Linked DNA regions of Zea mays: region 2 is linked to region 1. A link is a contact called in public Hi-C data. All regions are on one chromosome and are shown on one strand. Each heading gives the region's core, a stretch centred on a gene start, on an enhancer-like site or on the middle of the called end of the contact. The rest is flanking DNA. Distances are from core to core; before and after follow the strand shown.

Region 1 (6,740 bases), core at 2,258-4,757:
TAGTTTAGACCGGTGTAGGGGGTCAGGGCGGTCTATCACCCTAGATGATGGATAGCGCTTCCATGTGTTTATATATATAGGGCTACACTATTTTGTCACCTAGGTGAAGCTTTACTCGAACCAGCCCCGCCCCGACCTAGCCCCACGCGCCCACCGACCCACTAGCGGGCCCCTCTGCCCCATGTACCTGATCGCCCTAAGACCCGCACGCTGTGGATTCACGGTCCGCTCCCCCCACCCCCGCGCGCCTAATCCAGTTCGTCGATTATTTGGATTTTGTGGGTAAGTTCAATAGAATGAGATTCATTGACAAAATTACTGAAATTCTAATAAATTACTAAATGACTAAGTAATGACTGAATAATTGTTGTTTCTTTTTTAGTACTGAAGTGATAATTATTGACAGTTATGTTTAACAATTATTATGCTTGTGTTGCGTTTTTACTGAAAATGATGTCATTTTGACATCATCTGTGATTAAGATGCCTTAGTAGTTATTGAATGTTTCAAAAAATTATTGAATACAATTATTCAGGTTCCATGAGTGATTTAAATAGAATGAGATTTATTGATAAAGTTACTGAAGTTTTAATAAATAACACAACAACAACAACAAAGCCTTTTTGTCGCAAGCACGTTGGGGTAGGCTAGAGATAAAACTCCATATGAAAACCTCAGAGCTCAACCCCCAAAGAAAAGAAAAGGGAGACAAAGGCAAAGGAGAATCGAAAAACGACGAAACGGGGAAACACATAAAAAGAGATAAACCCCACAAGAACCAGCAAGATTTAAAGAGGCACAAGAAAAGGTCAAACGATTAAGGAGGAAAAGAGAAACTACAAATCAGGGTTCTGGCACGTGAATTGCACACTTCCACCCCTTCCTATCCACGGCGAGCTCTTTATCAATATTCCACACCTTCAGGTCTCTCTTCACAGCCTCTGTCCACGTCAAGGTTGGTCGACCTCTACCTCTCTTCACATTCTCGGGACGCCTAATTATTCTGATATGCACTGGTGCCTCTTCAGGTCTTCGTTGGATATGTCCAAACCATCTCAAACGATGTTGCATAAGCTTCTCCTCAATCGGCGCCACTCCTACTCTCTCTCGTATATCATCATTCCGGACTCGATCTCTCCTTGTGTGGCCACATATCCAGCGCAACATACGCATCTCTGCCACACTTAGTTGTTGGACATGTCGTCTTTTAGTGGGCCAACATTCTGCTCCATAAAACATAGCCGGCCGGATTGTTGTCCTGTAGAATTTGTCTTTTAGTTTGTGTGGCACCCGGGGGTCGCATAAGACACCCGCAGCTTGTCTCCACTTCAACCATTCAGCTTTAATTCTATGACTGACATCCTCATCGATGTCTCCCTCCTGAAGCATTGATCCTAAGTAACGAAAAGTGTCTTTCTTGGGTACCACTTGCCCATCAAGACTAACATCGGCATCCTCATACCCCATGGCACTGAAATCACACTTCATATACTTTGTTTTAGACCTACTAAGCCTAAAACCTTTTGCTTCCAGCGTCTGCCTCCACAATTCCAACTTTTGCGAAACACCACTCCTACTCTCCTCAATAAGTACCACATCATCAGCAAAAAGCATACACCATGGTATATCTCCTTGTATGTCCCTTGTGACCTCATCTATCACCAAAGCGAAAAGATAAGGGCTCAAAGCTAACCCTTGATGTAGTCCTATGTTAATTGGAAAGTCATCGGTGTCTCCATCACTTGTTCGGACACTTGTCACAACATTAGTGTACATATATTTAATAAGATTAATGTACTTTGTTGATACTTTGTGTTTTTCTAAGGCCCACCACATTACACTCCTAGGTACTTTGTCATAAGCCTTCTCCAAGTCTATGAAGACCATATGCAGGTCTTTCTTTTGTTCTCTAAATCTCTCCATAAGTTGCCTTAGTAAGAAAATGGCCTCCATAGTTTAAGCTTCCACCACTTTGTTCTAGTGACCTTGTTATGCTTATTCCGTTGTAAACGAATCTTAAAACGGAAGTCAGCTACGACAAGCTTATGTTGGGTTACCACACACTCTACAGGTATAACCTTGCAATCTAAGCAGGCATGCCTGTCCTCTTTTCTCAAGAGGACGAAATCAATCTGGCTAGTGTGTTGGCCACTACTGAAGGTCACTAGGTGGGATTTCCTCTTCCTAAAGAAAGTGTTTGCTATAAACATGTCATAGGCTAGGGCAAAGTTCAGGATTTCCTCTCCTTCTTGATTCCTAGTCCCAAAGCCGAAGCCTCCATGCACACCCTCGAAACTGGTGCTAGATGTACCCACATGGCCATTGAGATCTCCTCCTATGAAGAGCTTCTCGCCAACTGGCACACTACTAACCATGTCCTCCAGGCCTTCCCAGAACTCCCTCTTTGAGTTCTCATTAAGGCCTACTTGAGGAGCATATGCGCTGATAACATTGAGAACCAAGTCCCCAGTGACCAGTTTGACTAGGATGATTCTATCTCCTAGCCTCTTAACATCTACTACCCCATCTTTAAGGCTCTTGTCGATCAAGACGCCTACTCCATTCTTGTTTGCTGCAGTCCTCGTGTACCACAACTTGAAGCCTATACCTTCCACTTCCTTCGCCTTCTGTCATTTTCACTTGGTCTCTTGTACGCATAAAATATTTACCCGTCTCCTCACCGCAACGTCGTGTTAAGGAACCTACGTTCCAACTACCTACACGGACCCTAGTTGGCTCGACTAGCTTCCTTACCCTTCGCACCCGCCGAGGAAGATGCAAAGACCCTTGCTCATTTTCCACTACACCCGGGCGCCGATGTAGCGCGCCACTAAGGATGCGACGACCCGATCCTTGCTCACTTATCATCGGCTCCAGATCAAGAGACGGCGCATCACTTAAGGGGTGACGGCCCGGCCCTTGCTTATTTAATACCATACCCGAGTTCCGATATGGCGCGTCGCTAAGAGGGTTACGCCCCAACGATTTTCCTTGTGGTTTCATCTCCATAAGATTTGGCTGGTTTTTACGTTGGTTTGCCGGACCTAACAACCCTCCTTTACCGGGCTTGGGACCGGCTATGTTGAAACGACTCAAGGAAGTCTTCCAATCAACATAGACGGAGTTAAATAATGGAGTTTTAATAAATAATTAATTAATTAATGATTGAATAGGTGTTTCTTTCTTCACTGCGGAAGTGATAATTACTGACAATTCTGTTTAACAATTACTTGTCCTTTTACCGGAAATGTTATCACTCATCCAAGATGCCTTGTTAGTTACTGAACATTTCCAGAAATGATTAAATAATTATTTAACATTTCTAGAAAATCTATATCTATATTGCTGGGGTCCATGGAGCCAATACAATGTGCACACATTACAGACATGTTACTAGGCGCACGGCCTCGATAGTGGATTGCAAATCCAGAAGGGTTTAATGTACTGACTGACTGGTTCAGTTGGTGGAACGTTTAGCTCAGTCTAGGTGAAACTTCACCCTAGATGACGTGTGCGCACGTACAAATCTTTTTTTTTTTTTGTCATCACGCTGTTACAGTGCGTCACGAGAGAAATTGACTGGCAGGCAGTTCGCATACGCGCCAACCATTGGGGGAAAAAATACGCAGGTCAGAAAAAAAAACCTGAAACGAAACCATACGGAACAACATTGCAGGCTTCAAAAAAAAGATCTGGCTACTAGCATACCTATCCATCGCGTGAAAGATGAAACGGAAATCAGAGTTGGATGGTTCCCTGATTTGCCCAAAGACGCAAAGCGATCCTCTTTACTTTCCTTATGTAAATACTGCAAGATCAAGCTTCAGTCCCCCGAAATTCAACATGACAAATTACAACCCAGCGCCGGTCACATGATGAATTTATATGGCCCGACTTTACATTTGAATTGGTTACAGTTACAAGGCAGACAATAAGTTATTTATATACATAATTATTGTTGCCAGGAACCTCTACATGCTGGCCACTCTAGAGGGGGCTTCCGTATCGATCTCTGATTCCCCGTTTGGTCTCTCCTGGAGTTGGCCCTGCAAAAAGAGAGCAGCGTAAGATTGCAAAACAACGTACCAGAACCTCAAAAAATCATCAATGTAAAGTGGATCTCTGCCCATAAATAAAATACTACCTCCGTTATCGAATATTTGTTATCGACTAGTTCATTTTTTAACTAAAACGTGACAAATAAAAAAGAACCGAGTACCAGTTATAATTATCCTTGATCCACCCGTTAATCACCTCCACCATGGACACACCAACGTATGCAGCCAAACATGTAGCATCCTAAAAACATACGCGCCGGATCATCTCTCAGCCATTCTCTCAATCAACCAAATCCAACGGCCATCCTTCAATGTATGTGCTAACTTCTTACAAAAATCACCACGTCACTGGTTGTGAAGGTAATCGTTCGGTTTTTTTTCCCTCTTCCTTTCCCAACACGAAAGACACGCCAAATCTTATAATGTTAACTGTATCTAATTTCTTACACCTTAACTTATCCTTTTTACCATTATCCGGATTATACCCAGCATTTCTTTGGTCTGCATTTGGTACTTAATTACTTGTTATATGGTGCAAATTAGCTCATCAATTGCTGTGAGATCTAATTTCTTACTAACGAATATCTTTTCTTACAAAATATGAAAGTAGCAAATTCCATATAATACATGGGTGCAAGTATGTGAGTTGTCGTTATCTTCCAAAAAATAAGTTGTAAGTGGATTATAAATCTTTTTTCTTTTAACTTTCAGAAAGCCTGAAAGTCAAGCTCATCACATTTATAATCTTTTTCTTTCAACTTTCAGAAAGCCTGAAAGTCAAGCTCATCACATTTATAATATTTTTCTTTTATGTGCTCCTAGGCCTAGTTGGTTTACATTAGAAGCTAGGTTCTGTAAGTTTTTCATTTGTGAAATTTTAAGTAACATTAAGTGCAAAATGTGTGTGCCTGATCATCTGTCTCTGTTATGATCCTATTTTGCAGGAATTATTCGGAAGACACGGGCAGTCATGGAGTGTTTGCACCAGTTTTGTAGGGACTGTACAGATAAATCAATGTAGCTTGGGTATGGTGCCATATGTTATTTGTCTAAAAACTAATATGCCTTGTGCCAGTGTCATTTCTTAAAAAATGGAGTCAGGAGTCCTAACCTGGTCGTATTAGCAAAACACTGAACTTTCAGTGCTCAGTTCAGTGTTATGGAAACAGCTTTGGCAAAGAACAATTAGTTAAGTACTTCAAATTTGATAGAATTAACTTTGGATTTAATGTGGCCCATAACATTAGCACAGGCAACATACTAGTTTATGTTATCAAGTGCCTGGTCACTTCACTAATTGGTCAGGCACATTGACCATTTTGTACATTTGCACGTATCAATGCACAATCCCACCACTATGCATAAAATTTCATGAGTAATGAACATAGACTTGGGTATTTCTTAATATTAAGTGGTTGTGAAAATACCCTGCTTGAAAAAACCATGCCTCATACCATCATAAAAACTAACAATGACATGAACATATCTCTTAACTGCTCTGTAAAACACTTAATGTCAACCAGCCAATAGGTAAGCTGACCAGCCCGTCGTTTTGATTTAACTAGACAATGCAACCAATTTTATGTGAAAATTAAAATGAAAATGGTATGTACCGTTGATTCTTTATTGTTGTGATTGGCCAGATAGACATCCAAAGCTTTTTCTCCGCAAAGAATCTTAGCTCCAATTCCATGCTGATTTACAGATCCAACAGACTCCTCGTCAACAACCACAGCATCTATTTTATCTTTTCCAGTTCGTGTCTCTGGAATCTGTTAGAAAATTTTAATTCAGAACAGTGGAAAAATGACTCACGGAATAATGTAACAAAACACATTCTAAGCTAACTGAACATCACAATGATACATATCATCCACCAAGAATATTCAAGATAGCTAACATCAATTTTCCTTAAACAATAAAAAATGTAGTGACAATTTGATGGTTTTTAGTTCACTACAACGGCCTAGGCCTAATTGGATTGCTGCAATTTGATCCAAATCCTTAGGTTCAGTTCATACTTGAAAAGATCCTAGGGTATCCAGACCTAAAAATGTATAGCTTCAAGAAACATGAAGAGACATACCAACAATGAAATTTAAGTTGCCATGGTAAGGCTATCTCCAACAGCATACTTATCCGCATCTCTCATTTCAAACTCCACTATATAAATAGTACTCTCTAAAGTGTAAAACAGTGTTTTTCACGGCCACATACACGATCTGCTGGACATAGCCTAACATTAATGGCTACACACATTGGTTAGCTTTAGGATCATTTTCTTGAGAGGGACTTAGGTTTGTTTTAATTAAGGATTTGTATGATCCAATAAGCATAGTTAGAACAAGTACATCGCTTACTGAAAAGAAATTAGTCACACTTCAAGAAGCAGATTAGCCAAGTCCGGAACTCTTATGGAGATTTGTCGGGAAGTTCCGAAGATCTACGAAACCAGCACCAAATCTCAACAAAAAAAATAGATCGCTGAATTACCACACTTACGATTGATAGACCCCCTTTGTATCTAGGGATGAAAACGGTCGAAAAAACAGCTAAATTGTTTTTGTTTTCATATTTTTTGGTCGGGACGAAAACAAAAACCAACGGTCGAAATACGGGATCAGAATTGTCGGTTATTCGAAAACGATAACTATAATCGGAAAGATAACTATTTTGTAGTTT
Region 2 (7,094 bases), core at 3,929-6,428, 590 kb after region 1:
TAATAATTCAATAGAACTCTATATCACGATCAGGTGGCATATCTGGTATTCTTCCGAAAATACGTCTGGGTATTCACACACAATTCTGATGTGTTCCAAAGATTTATCCTCCAATTGATTTACCATGGCTTCTGCTGTTGCTGGCAGACTAACATTGACTTCAATTCTTTCTCCTTGCGGACTGGTTAATGTAGCCATCCTCTTAGCACAAGATATTACTCCATCATACTTGGTTAAGTAGTCTATTCTAAGTATCACATCGATTCCACTCGATTCCAAGATTATCAGCTCTACTAGAAAGCTTATTCCTCTAATCTCAAGCTTAGTCTGAGGGCATGAGTGAGTGGCTCTAAGTTCACCTCCTGGTGATCTAATTAATAGTTTCATCTTCAAAGGATAGTTTGATATATTATGCTTTTCCACAAATGACTTTGTTACTAAAGAGTGAGATGCTCTAGAATCAAATAAAACTGATGCAGGTATGGAGTTAATAAGGAACATACCATACACCACGTCGATATCCTCAGGAACTGTTTCTGCTGTCACATGATTAACTCTTCCCTTACTCTGGTTCTGCGGAGTCTTGTTCTGTGCAGTTCCACGAGCAGGTGTATTCTGATCAACTCTTTGACTGTTGTTCCTCTATGGTGTCTGTGGGTTGCGCTTAGGGCAATTGTTGGCATAATGATCAAGTTCACCACACTTGAAACTTCCACTAGGTTGGACGAGAGTAGTTGTATTGTTATTTCTGGTAGGTGTGTTCACGGCGTTTCCTTGACGATTTTGTTGATAACCACTAGATCTTTGACCAGTCTAAGAACTGTTCCTCTGCTGGTTCTGGTTGTTTCTCTGTACTTGCTATCCAGAGCGTTGCGCTTGATAATTATTGTTTCCACTCTGATTTCCAGAGCAAAACTGAGAACCTTGAGAGTTGTTTTGTCGGGTGTTTCTGCTAGACCGTCCTCGGAATTTCTGCTTGTGGTCAGATAATTCCCTTCTCTTGCTTTCTAGGCCTATTGCCTTGTTGAGTAGAGTCTGGAAATTGCGAAAGTTGTGGCTCTATAACTGATAGTTCAATGGTCCGATCAAACCTTCTAAGAATCGCTCTTGGTGCTTCTCATCTGTACCAACTTCCTCCGGTGCGTAGCGAGAAAGTTGGGTAAAACGATCCCGATACTCACTAACGGACATACCTCCTTGAGTGAGGGATAAGAATTCCTTCTTCTTGAGTTTCATTATTCCTGAGGGAATATGGTGAGCACAGAAGTTCTCCTAAAACTCCTGCTAAGTTATAGCGTCTGTGTTTACATGTATCGCGGTGAAGGCATCCCACCAGTCAGACACGGTGCCTTCGAGTCTTCCGGAGGCGTACAAGACCTTTTCTCGGTCATTGCACTGTGTAATGTCCAGCTTCTTTCCTATGACCTTAAGCTAGTCATTGGCATCCAAAGGGATCAACCGAATGAGAAAACATAGGGGGATGATGACTCATAAAGTATCTGTGCTTCTCCCAAGCTTGGGGTGCATTATGTTGTTGATTCTGCTGGATTTGCTGCACTGAAGCAGTGAGGCTTTGAAGAAGCTGCATCTACGCAGCAATGAACTGCTCCATGTTTGGATTGGGTGGTGGTGGTGGCAACTATTGTCCAGCATGCTAATTACAAGTGTTTCTGTGATCTGGGCGATTGTTCACCATCTGGTTGGTTAGAAAGTGCATCCTTTAGGCAAATGAGGAGTAGAGAAAAAAATTTAGGGGGAATAGCTTTTACTAAAGTTAAGACTATTTGTAAATTTTAAATGTTCTTATGGCCATCATTTCATAACATCATTGCACTCAAGCAAAAATCCAAATCAAACATTATGCAAACATCACCATCACATGGTTGTTATTATAATCATAGTATCATAAGAAGGTTCATCGTTTAATGCAAAACTGAACTTATTACAATATGACTTATAAATCTAGAGTAGCCTGGTGATAGATCATGGTTCTCCATAGCGAATCCTCTTGCGAGGTGGGGACACAGCTATGACAGAGACTTGGGCTTCTGATGGATTCCTTCCTTCGAGCTGAGCTTCAAGGGTTGCAATCCTGGCATGGGCTTCTTCAAGTTCTCCATGTACTCTCGAGAGATCCAAGGTAGCGTTGTCCAGGTCAATGTTAAGACCTGCCACCACACCTACAAGGGTGTTGAGGCGATCTTTTCCAGCTTCACCTAGAACAACAATGGTCTGGTTTTCTCCACAAAGACGTAGAGGAAGATGTATGTACCTCGTGTCGTGCAGCTGTTGTCGATATGTGTGGCTAAGAGACCACAGAGGTCTTTTAGCAGCATTGCTGACCGAAGTAGCATAGGTAGATAGGGGCGTCAGAGACTCATGGGCTGATAGAGTCCTGAAACTCCTATTTTCTGCATTCATCACCCTGATATACACACGAGTGATGTAGTAGCAAGCCCGAGGAGGCTTAGACACTCGCCTTGTGTCAAATAGAGGTCGGACGTAGGTTCCTAGCGCATGCAGTACATCCTGCAGCAGGTTTGGGAAGTGTCCTGTCTCGAACATTGAAGTGTAATGCTCAGTGACAGACCATATCCCAATGAAGTTGTCCTCCTTCTCATCATTGGCTTCCTCGTTGTTGTTTTCTCCTCTTCTTCTTCTTTAGCATCATCTTCTCCACCATCACCAGAATCATCTGGATTGTCACCTCCAGGAGCAGGGGCTTGGGGTGCTGGTGCTGGCGGTGCTGAAGATGAAGCTCCAGCTGCAAAGGCTTGTGATTTTGACAACGGGGTGGGTGTCGCCAAAATCTCCTTTGAGCTGTCCTCTAGAATCACTCCATTCTCCACATGAAGGTGGTGAAGATCCACAGGGACTTCCTCTACTACCACTGGGTAGACAGGAGCCTGCCATGGCGGAGGGATATAGTTGGTGTTCACACGGGTGGTCTGGATAGTACACACCATCTACAAGAGAAAATGTCACCTTAGTTGAGTTTTAAAGAGACAAGATTAATAAAATATATTTGTAAGAGCAAAATAAGCATATTTTGAATAGACTGGGCTTTCCATTTCTAACTAGTCTAACGACCTAGATTCACCATAGCTTTAATACCACTTCTGCCACACCCAGTTTTTGGGGCAAAATCGAATGCATAGAATATGTGTGCCAGGATCCATTTTCCACACATATGTTGACGTCACAAGTGTAATATATGAAAAGACAATGCAATAAAGGCGTAAAGAGAATAGAGTTAATTTATTACATATTCCAGACATAAGTGTCTTAAATAGTATCATCATCAAAGTACAACGGATAAAACATGGACGCTCTTCCACAGGAAGATGACTGGCGCATCGTTAGACTTAGTACTCATCAACATCATCTGCAAAGTCTTCTTCTTCATCCTCTGTTTAAAATATTAGCAAGGGTTGAGCTCACTTATGGTCGGGGCTCAGCAAGTGGGAGGAATAATGCAAGTTTAATAAGGTAGGCTATGGATAAGCGGTAAGCATTTTAGTTGGTCAATATTTTATTAACAACGCTTGACTTACTAGTTGTAAGTGTATCCCAAAATTTCTAATTAAACATAAGTACAAAATTAAATCTCAAAAACACTTAAGTGAAACCACTTAAGCAAACTATTTATAAATCATAGGATCACGATTTATTTTCCATCTTTAAGTTTAATTATCACGTGAGGGTCCAGGTTGCTCTTAACTGTGAGCACGGTTGACATATCATTTTTACACTCTGCAAAGGTGGTACAACTTTACCCACAAGCCATGTATCCCATCTAGCTTAGGTTGTACGGACCCATAAACACTGCCAAGGTGAATGACTAGGGATCCATTACGAGGCTTTCACAAAATATCCTTAGTACAAAGCCAACCGCTAAGGTTTCCACGTCAGTATTGATGACCCTCTAGGCGAGGTAACTTAGCCAAGACTACCACCCTATGTTAACATAAGCTTCCACCACACCACTGCCGCCCCTTCTTGCCCATCTTTCAGGTAGGGTTGCTAAGCACTAAGTCTATAGAGCTATATATTGCCAAAGCCAGAGCCATTATAGCACTCGTGGTTGCACTGTTATCCTGGGTGGTCACTCTATGTGCCATTTAATACGAAATGATCTTGTTTAACCATCGGGTTAATTTCATAATACAAACTTCATTTCTGGAACATTAGTATCATTAATGAGTGACATCATAATTATCAAGTTGAGCGGTAGCACAAATTGCTAAGCATAATATTTATCCCAGGGTAATCCAGGAATAGGGTTGGTATTTATAGGAAACCCTATTTAGACAAATCCCATCAAATTATGCAAATATTCGAAAAGTAAATATTATTATATGCATTATTGGGTACAAACAGAAATGCAGAGGGAGAATCCACTTGCCTTGCTCGAACGTGTCCTGCGGGTTGTCTTAGAACGTGTTTGGATCTTCTACCACACAGTCAGCTTCTAATATAGATTCACATATCGTACATACAAAAAAAACATACACCACATAAATAAACATACACCATTACATGTGTACCATTCACCATTACATGAACAATCATATACCACACCAACTATACCTTCGTCCAGTGTCTCCCATCCTTCTTCTATTAGGGTGTGGGTTCAAACCCCACCTCCTACACTGTTTTTAACATTTTACGCTGATTTAACCAAATAGCCCGACGAGCTGGTCCGACATGGTCAGCAGGGCGGTGTGCTGTGCCTGCAGCGTCGGGCCTAGCGGGCCCGTGTCGGGTCGTCGTTTTCGTTTAGTCGTCTATATGCAGAGGTGTGGTTTGGGACGTGGAGGTTGACTGCGCAGAGGGGACCGACATGTTAATTTTAAATAGATGTGAGGGGTTATTTGTAAAAACATGACGCGGAACGACCGTTGAAACTGATAATTTAAGTATAGATATATATTATATGCTAAACAACATCATCATAAAAATTAATAATAATTATGAATTTTTTAAATAAGATGAGTTGATTATATTTATGGTAAAAAAGTTAAATGAATTATAAATTAGAACCGATAGAGTTAAAAAAATTAAATTTGGATCATATTCCACATTTCCTGTGTGACTAGTCCTCGTGTTCAACCTAAGATTGACCGACTGAGGTAAGCGCTGATGGAATTAGATACCAAACCTAGACTATAGTGACGTAAGTAGGTAGATGATGCCGCTAACAGTAACACAGAGCAAAAGACTCCAATTTTCCCACGGCTACTGAATCACGGATGCTTAAATCTCCCCAATCCGTATCTCTGTTTCCCTCACAGCGCGGCTGCCTGTAACCACTCCAGGTCTCCAGCGAAGCAGGCTCAGGCGCAACGCAACAACACAAGGCGGCGGTTATGGCCTCTGCTGCTGCGACGGCTACGATGGGGACGGGGAAGGTGGTTTGCGTCACCGGCGCATCAGGGTACATCGCGTCCTGGATTGTCAGGCTCCTACTCGACCGCGGCTACACCGTCCGCGCCACCGTGCGAGACACCGGTGCGCATCCCGGCCCGTCCTCCCCAGTCCCCTTGTCTTCCCTTTTCCACTGTTTCCTTGTGGTAGCTAGCAGAATCGCTATGATGTTTTGTGAGATTGGTTAGGTTAGACTGGGAATTGATTAGTTGGCACGGGACTGGATATCCTACCTTGGTAAATTTGGGATGGCAGATTTGGTACTATTTTGCTTATGGATCCACTTGCCGGAGGCACCCGAAATCTTTGATTGCATCTGTAGACTGAAAAATGCTGCTACCGATCAACTTGTTTGGTCAGTTTCTTAAGGATTACTTTGTATCCCCATACATATCGGTACACCAAATTCCAAAAGGGAGAGAATAAGCCCCTCTCTGGAGAAAAAAAGAACAGGAACTCTATGTCCAATGTAACCCTCGGGAACAAAAGAGTGTCATGAATATCGGCTGAAACATATGGCTCAAGTGTCCAACCTCATCTTCACTCTCTTCAGTTTTATGTGTACTTCTTACTTCCCTTCCAAGTGGCTACGTATAAACGAATTTTACCGGACTCTGCAGTTCTCTATGTTGCGCTACCAAACTATTATTTTTTACTATTTTCGCACTCTCTGTTCTTCATTTCACATACGCAATATTACCTTTGGCATACAGTCATTGTTGTCTTCACTTTTCAGCTGACCCAAAGAAAACATTGCACCTGACTGCGTTGGATGGTGCTAAGGATAGGCTGCACTTATTTAAAGCTAGCCTGCTAGAAGAGGGTTCTTTCGATGCTGCAGTTCATGGATGCGACACTGTATTTCATACTGCCTCTCCCTTTTATCACAATGTCAAGGATGCTAAGGTTTGTTTAATGAAAACTTCATGGAAAGAAGAGTTCCCGTCTGCTGCTAGATTTATCATACATTTACAATTTTTATCAGCTTCAAGGTGCATGGTGTCGAAGCCATGTGTGTTGAGCTTCTGTACTTGCCATGAATTTATTGTTGTTATTTTGCACCTAGTAACTTACGTGCCCTTCAGGGTCTTGCTACTCTTGCATTGAGCCAATCCCTTGGCTTATTTGTTGGGGGCATTGTACTTCAGTGTGTACTTTTATTGGTATTCCTTATTGGATAGGGTCACTTTCTAATTCAAAAATTAATCTAAGTGATTAGTCCATGACCATCACGTCAATACCTAGACCAACTTGTTTATGCTATATTATGTTTGTAAGCCCTACTTTTTGTTCTGAAAGCCAAAATTCCAACTATTGATTTACTCCTGTCTCAAAGTAAGTGTCACTCTCACTTCCTGAGACTCAAACGTCTTTAATAAATATTAATATTTATAGTACGTAATTATTATCATTAGATAGATTGTTTAAATCTCTACTATACTTAAAGCACCAGTTTCAACGGTCATCTTTTTACAAAAAAGTCCTACATTTCTTCCAAATCAACTCAACGTAAAATGTTAAAAATCGGTGCAGGAGGTGTGTTATGTTAAAAATCGGTGCAAGTGTTGGGATTTGAACCCACACCCTGATGAAAGAAGGGTGTATCTGGCGGGCTCGGTGAGATTCGGGGGAGGAAGTACCGGGATCGAGACGTTGAGGCGGCGCTC

Evidence for each region. Hi-C and Micro-C count contacts between places; a contact is called where the count stands out from the background.
Region 2: a Hi-C map of ear shows a contact between it and region 1, with 2.0 times the contacts expected there. The contact joins the promoter of LOC100284029 here to the enhancer-like site in region 1. A contact is called at or near these places in 2 of 25 Hi-C or Micro-C datasets (ear and tassel).

Annotation. Positions count from the first base shown.
Region 1 is chr5:133,029,989-133,036,728 of Zm-B73-REFERENCE-NAM-5.0, forward strand. It overlaps LOC100281116 (ATP-dependent Clp protease ATP-binding subunit clpX), which reads right to left. Exons shown (of 15, transcript NM_001154035.1): 14 at 5,672-5,830; 15 at 3,771-4,046. The coding sequence ends at 3,972. Among protein-coding and RNA genes, the nearest start is that of LOC100281116, 14 kb to the right of the region's middle. Within about 2 kb of position 3,508, at least 6 of the 20 cell types and tissues checked have an H3K27ac peak or open chromatin away from gene starts, as enhancers often do. A contact at or near this core is called in ear, where this site is marked.
Region 2 is chr5:133,616,247-133,623,340 of Zm-B73-REFERENCE-NAM-5.0, forward strand. LOC100284029 reads left to right here and starts at 5,179. Exons shown (of 6, transcript NM_001156927.1): 1 at 5,179-5,511; 2 at 6,164-6,333. The coding sequence starts at 5,370.